Linked DNA regions of Mus musculus: region 1 is linked to region 2. A link is a contact called in public HiChIP or PLAC-seq data. All regions are on one chromosome and are shown on one strand. The core of a region is the stretch at or near the end of the contact, and the rest is flanking DNA. Distances in the headings are between cores, read along the strand shown.

Region 1 (2,700 bases), core at 19-2,518, 120 kb after region 2:
GCTCACAGAGAGAGAGAGAGGCTCAGTTCATAACAGGGCAGGAAACGGCCATGAACATGAGCAGCTCCAGCCCTGAGCTGCTCTGCTAGGAGTTCAGTGCCCGCAGATCTCCGCACTGGCTTTTTATCCTGCTTGCGTCCTTAGTTCAGCTAAGCAGTAATTGATCATGGTACCTTGTGTGTCTTGCCTGTGCCAGCTGCTCTGGCCCTGGTACTTAGGACCCAGTCCTTACTCGGAGGAAGGTTGCAGTCCATTGGAGAGCTGTGCTGGACAGGTGTATCTTGACAGGCTGGAAGGAAGCCTCTTTTGCCAGTGATTTGGTAAAAGATGCCTTGGCTCTCCCCAGAGGAGCAGGCCTGGTATAGTCTGAGCAGTGGAGGACTTCCTAGGGAGACAGGCTTAGCTTAGAAGAGTTAGTAGAGGGTATCCTAAGAGGAAATGACATTCTGGGTAGAGGAAGGGGTAGCCACCAAAACCTAGACATGACAGCCAGGTATGGGCAGGGAGACAGCCGGGAGCCAGGCAGCAGCAAATTGCACCCTATGTCCCTTAGGAAGCTGCAGAAGGACTTTGGTTAAGAGAGAATGAATGAAGCCGGGCGGTGGTGGCGCACGCCTTTGATCCCAGCACTGGGGAGGCAAAGGCAGGCGGATTTCTGAGTTCGAGGCCAGCCTGGTCTACAAAGTGAGTTCCAGGACAGCCAGGGCTACACAGAGAAACCCTGTCTCGAAAAACCATTTCTAAAAAAAAAAGAAAAAAGAAAAGAAAAGGATGAATGACCTGATTTTGTATGTTGGTAGTGGGTTCCCATTATTTCTGGTCCTTCTGTCTCTGATTATTGATATGTGTCTGTCTGTGTGTCTGTCTGTGTGTCTGTCTCTGTGTGTGTGTATGAAAGGGAGGGAGAGGAAGGGGGCGGGGAAAGGATGGAGGAGGGGGAAGAAAGAGCTGAAATTCCTCATCAGACAAGCATCTCATCCTAGGGAAGGGCGGTGTGATTGTGACTGTGTTGGAGAAATCTGAGAAAGAGAAACTTCCATCCATGTATTGAAATGCTGCCTGACGCAAACAGCACAAACAAGAAGCTGGGATACAGAAAGTATGTGGGTGAATGGACCAGAAAGGCTTGATTCAGTCCAGCCCAGGGGTCTTGTCATGAGCTGATTCTTCCATGCTAGGATTGAGCTGTCTCTGCAGTCATTAAGGGCTACCATAGAGCAAAAAGATCTTGAACTGTGTTAGGGTGTTTCATTTGGACTGACATTCTTTTGTCTCCGCCCCTCCCCCTGGGGGGTGGGGTGGGGGAGGAGATTTAGAGCTTGTTGAATCCACCCTGTGTCAGGTCTTTGGCACTTTGGTTTCATTAGAAACTGCCTTTCTCCTGTGAAGAGTGTGGTGGAGGGAAGGTCCCACCCATGTTCCCTGTACCTGCTCCTTTGGCCTATGTTATAAGTGACAAATCCTGGCAATGGCAGTGGCCCAGCTGCCTTTGTATGGGTGCAGACACACTGTCAGCAAAAGGTGGGAAAAGCCATATGGAAGAATCTTTCCAAGAGACTCAGCCCCTCCTCCTGGTTGGGGTTTGTTGCTCATTCATGCCTCCAGGCCCTAAACTAAAAAGCCCAGCATAGCTTCTTTGTGAAAAGAGCCCTTTAAGTGCATTCCATTGGCATCTGAGAGCTGTGGGGATCTGGCTTCAATATCAGGACATGGCTGATAGAGACTGTGTCCCTGTGCTCCCTGACCAACTTCATAGCTTAGAGTCCAGCCAAAGACTTCTTTTTGTTGGAGAAACCAGAGGGGGATCAGGGGCAGGGTTGGGACTCTCAGAAACTGCCTGTAGATTCAGCACTTGCTGGATTGCAAAGTTGGCGTGTGTGTGTGTGTGTGTGTGTGTGTGTGTGTGTGTGTGTGTGTGCGCGCGCGCGTGCATGCAGGAAAAGAACATCAGCCTAGAACTTTCAGCAGAAGTTCTAAGAACTAAGACTAACGTTAGAACAGTGGACGGGCTTCTCTGCCATGGCTTGGGTACGGGGTCACCAGGACAGGCATGGCAGAGCCTCGGGCCCTGCCACTAGGGTTAAACACATGGCTGAGGATGACCCAGTACCTTTTAACTGAGAGGAAAGAAATGTGTCATAGGGTTGGATGCCACAGTGGCATCTCAGTCATCAACTGTCGTAGCCCCAGGAGCTATTGTTCCTCTCTGGCTCTGGTCACAAGAATGTGCCGACTTACTGTCTAGCTCATGAAACCTATAATCAGTATGTTAATTTTTGTGACTAAGAACTTCTTTTCTGGTTTCTACTACAGATACATGTATTTTATAATGATGGTTTTACGTAAAGGAATGACTATTCCGAATCCTGGCTTCTCGTTAAGGGACTGGAGGAGCCATCTGCAAGCTCCTACCCTGAGCTCATGGGTCCCTTCCAGCCCCACTTACCCATTGCATCGAGACCTAGAGTGCACTGGGAACAAAGAGGGTTGGAGTCTCACCTAGAAGGAGCGCCTATATGGACACTGGGACATGGCTACACCACCATTTCTCTCTGTACCTATGGTAGATATGAAGAAAGGAAGAGGGAAGGAGGATACCCCAACACAGCTTATTGTGACATCCTAGAGGCCTTTAATGCCAGCCCCAGCCAGAGACCTTCCCAGAAGAGGAAATTGTAGGAGCACACATGAGAGGCAGAA
Region 2 (2,700 bases), core at 25-2,524:
AACTCCTCACGGGTCCTCCCACCTCCCTACCCAAGCAGCTTTATGTTCTTTTTCTTTTAAAAAATAAGACACACACAAAAAAGGAGGTAAAACAGACAGACAGACAGACAGACAGACACACACACACACACACCACAGACACAGACACAAAACCAAAACAACCCCCAACCACAATTTAAAAAAGAAAAAAGCAAAACAAAACCTCAAAACTTCACTGGTATATCAATCACACTTCAGGTCAGGCCCCATGCCCAAGAGTTGTTGGGCGACACAAAGGACCCCAGTGGCATTTTTGTGGACTTTTTGTTTTATTCTGCTTTATTTTGGCACATGACTCCTTTTCTATACATCTCTCAGTGTCTGCTTCCATCCACATTTCCTTGTCTCTGCCACAAAGACACTATTAAGCTTGCCCTAATGCACTGTGACCTCATGTTAACATCCGCACAAGCCCGTGGCCACAGAAGCCTGCATTCTCAAGTTCTAGACAGACGTGAATTCCTAAGCAGTGTATGTGTGTGTGTGTGTGTGTGTGTGTGTGTGTGTGTGTGTGTGTGTAGGGGGAAGCACACACTGCTTAGCCTAGTATACTGGTATTTCCCTGGTTGAGACTCTCACCAGCACTGGACAGCACAGAAAACTCTGTATTGAGCATCTGTGTTAAGGCTTTGCCCTCTCCAGTCCATTGCTTTCTGGAAAATAAATTCACCTGTAGCTCTGTCTCCCTGACTTCAAAATACTAATGTGTCTATATAGCTGACAGCAGCGGCTCTCAGTCTTAAGTGTGTAAAAGGGTCAAGAGGAGAGGGTCTCAACCTTCGAGTCACAACCCCCCAAGGAAGGGTTGAACAATCCTTTCAAGGGATTAGCAGATATCCTGCATGCCAGCTGTTTACATTACAATTCACAGCAGTAGCAAAATTACAGTTATGAAGTAGCAACAAAATATTTTATGGTTGGGGTCACCACAACGTGAGGAATTGTGTTAAATGTCACAGCATTAGGAAGGCTGGGAACCACTGGCCTACAGAGAAGCCTTTTAGAATCCAAACTTTCTGATTTATGGACGAAGGGAAAAGGTCAGGAATTTGCATTCTGACCAGTTCCAGAAGATTCTGTAGAAAAAAAGATTCAGACTGTATCATGGCATATAAGAATCCTTGGTCTGATCCAGTTTCTATTTTTAGTTGTATCATCCAGCGCTCCAGCCTCAGCCATGAAGCCTGAGTGCAGCCAGCAGGGCTCCTCCCCTTTCTCTCCCTCCTCTCACCTCTCACACAACAGGGATCGTGGTGAAGTGGTTTGGATTCGCAGCCTGTCTGGACAATTACTCAACTGCCTGTGTCTCTGCTTTGTCAGCCATAAAGTTGAGTAACCTTCCTTCTATAAGCCTGCTGTGAGCAGAATCCCTAACTGTGGTGGTCTGGGAGCTGAAATCCCTAACTGTGAAGGGCCTGGAGCTGAAATCCCTAACTGTGAAGGGCTCGGAGCTGAAATCCCTAACTGTGAAGGGCTCAGAGCTGAGTAAGCACACAGAAAACCCTGGGTCCATTAACTACCATCTCCTTGTCCGCCCTCCAGTCACCATTGCTGAATATTTTTATTTGTGCTAGCATAGTGCACAAGCTAATCCCACCATTTCCCTGCATATATGTGGGTTCCTTTTTATGTGGTTTAGGGAAATATTTGGCTTTTTTTTTTAAGTAAGTAGTTTGGTGTCTTAATTATGTTTTTGTTGTTGCTGTTGTTGTTGTTGAAAATACACTTTTTTCTCACATAATGTATCCTGATTACGGTTTCTCCTCCCTCTACTCCCGTCAGTTCCTCCCCACCTCTCTGCCCATCCAGATCCAACCATTTTTGTCTCTCAGTAGAAAACAAACAGGTTAATAAGGGAAAATAATGAAATATAATAAGATAAAACTATCACATAATAAAACAAAAAAATACAGACATAGAGACCCACTCTTATCCTCTCTCTATCATCCTCCCATAGGGTTCCCTAGCCCTGAGAGGAGGGATTTGATGGGGACATCCTGTTTAGGCTTAGAGTTCCAAGGTCTCTCACTCTCTGAGTATTGCCTGGCTATGGATCTCTGCATTTGTCCCCATCTGCTGCAGGAGGCTGAGCAAGACACTGATCTATGAGTATAGCAGGATGTCATTAGGAGTCATTCTTTATTTTTATGTTTATTGCTATATTCTTCAGTAGAACAGTAGTGTTTGGTTTTACTCTAGGTTCCTGGGCTACCTAGTCTCAGGTTCCTTGCCACCCAAACAGAGTCAGATATGGAATCTACCTCTTGGAGTGGGTTGAGTCAACTCAAAGCCTGGCTGGTTACTCTCTGAAGCTTTGTGTCACGATAGCATTAACATATCTTGTAGGCAGGACACCATTGTAGATCTAAGGGCCTATGGCTAGGTTGGTGTTTACGTTTCTTCATTGGTAGTTTGCAGAGTTGCTGTCCTGTAACAAAGATGCTAGCACATAGGGTTGAAAGCTCTATGTAGACACCACCTCTCTCTTCATGTTCAATGAGGAGTATAGGTGTTGTCTTCAGCAATGGGGCCATCCCATCAGTTTATGGATAGCAACCCATAGTCTGATGGTCTGGAGTGTTTAGGTTTTCCCATGGGACCTCTTTGGCCAACAACCTAACTAGATATAACCTATTTCCAGTAGTAGAAGCATCATTTGGT

Evidence for each region. HiChIP or PLAC-seq counts read pairs in DNA pulled down with a chosen protein or histone mark.
Region 1: a CTCF HiChIP or PLAC-seq map of the NIH/3T3 cell line shows a contact between it and region 2, with 9 read pairs. The contact joins two enhancer-like sites. A contact is called at or near these places in 2 of 39 promoter capture datasets (both in embryonic stem cells), 1 of 15 datasets of contacts at CTCF or cohesin (the NIH/3T3 cell line), 2 of 484 Hi-C or Micro-C datasets (embryonic stem cells and liver), 4 of 115 datasets of contacts at active chromatin or transcription factors (embryonic basal ganglia, embryonic stem cells and pancreatic cancer cells) and 3 of 9 other capture datasets (adipose tissue, embryonic stem cells and liver).

Annotation. Positions count from the first base shown.
Region 1 is chr3:122,486,948-122,489,647 of GRCm38.p6, forward strand. All of the region lies in intron 3 of Bcar3 (breast cancer anti-estrogen resistance 3), which reads left to right. Among named protein-coding and RNA genes, the nearest start is that of Gm34349, 8.1 kb to the left of the region's middle. Within about 2 kb of position 1,269, at least 37 of the 459 cell types and tissues checked have an H3K27ac peak or open chromatin away from gene starts, as enhancers often do. A contact at or near this core is called in the NIH/3T3 cell line, where this site is marked.
Region 2 is chr3:122,364,252-122,366,951 of GRCm38.p6, forward strand. No RefSeq gene overlaps it. Among named protein-coding and RNA genes, the nearest start is that of Gm4610, 26 kb to the right of the region's middle. Within about 2 kb of position 1,275, at least 103 of the 459 cell types and tissues checked have an H3K27ac peak or open chromatin away from gene starts, as enhancers often do. A contact at or near this core is called in the NIH/3T3 cell line, where this site is marked.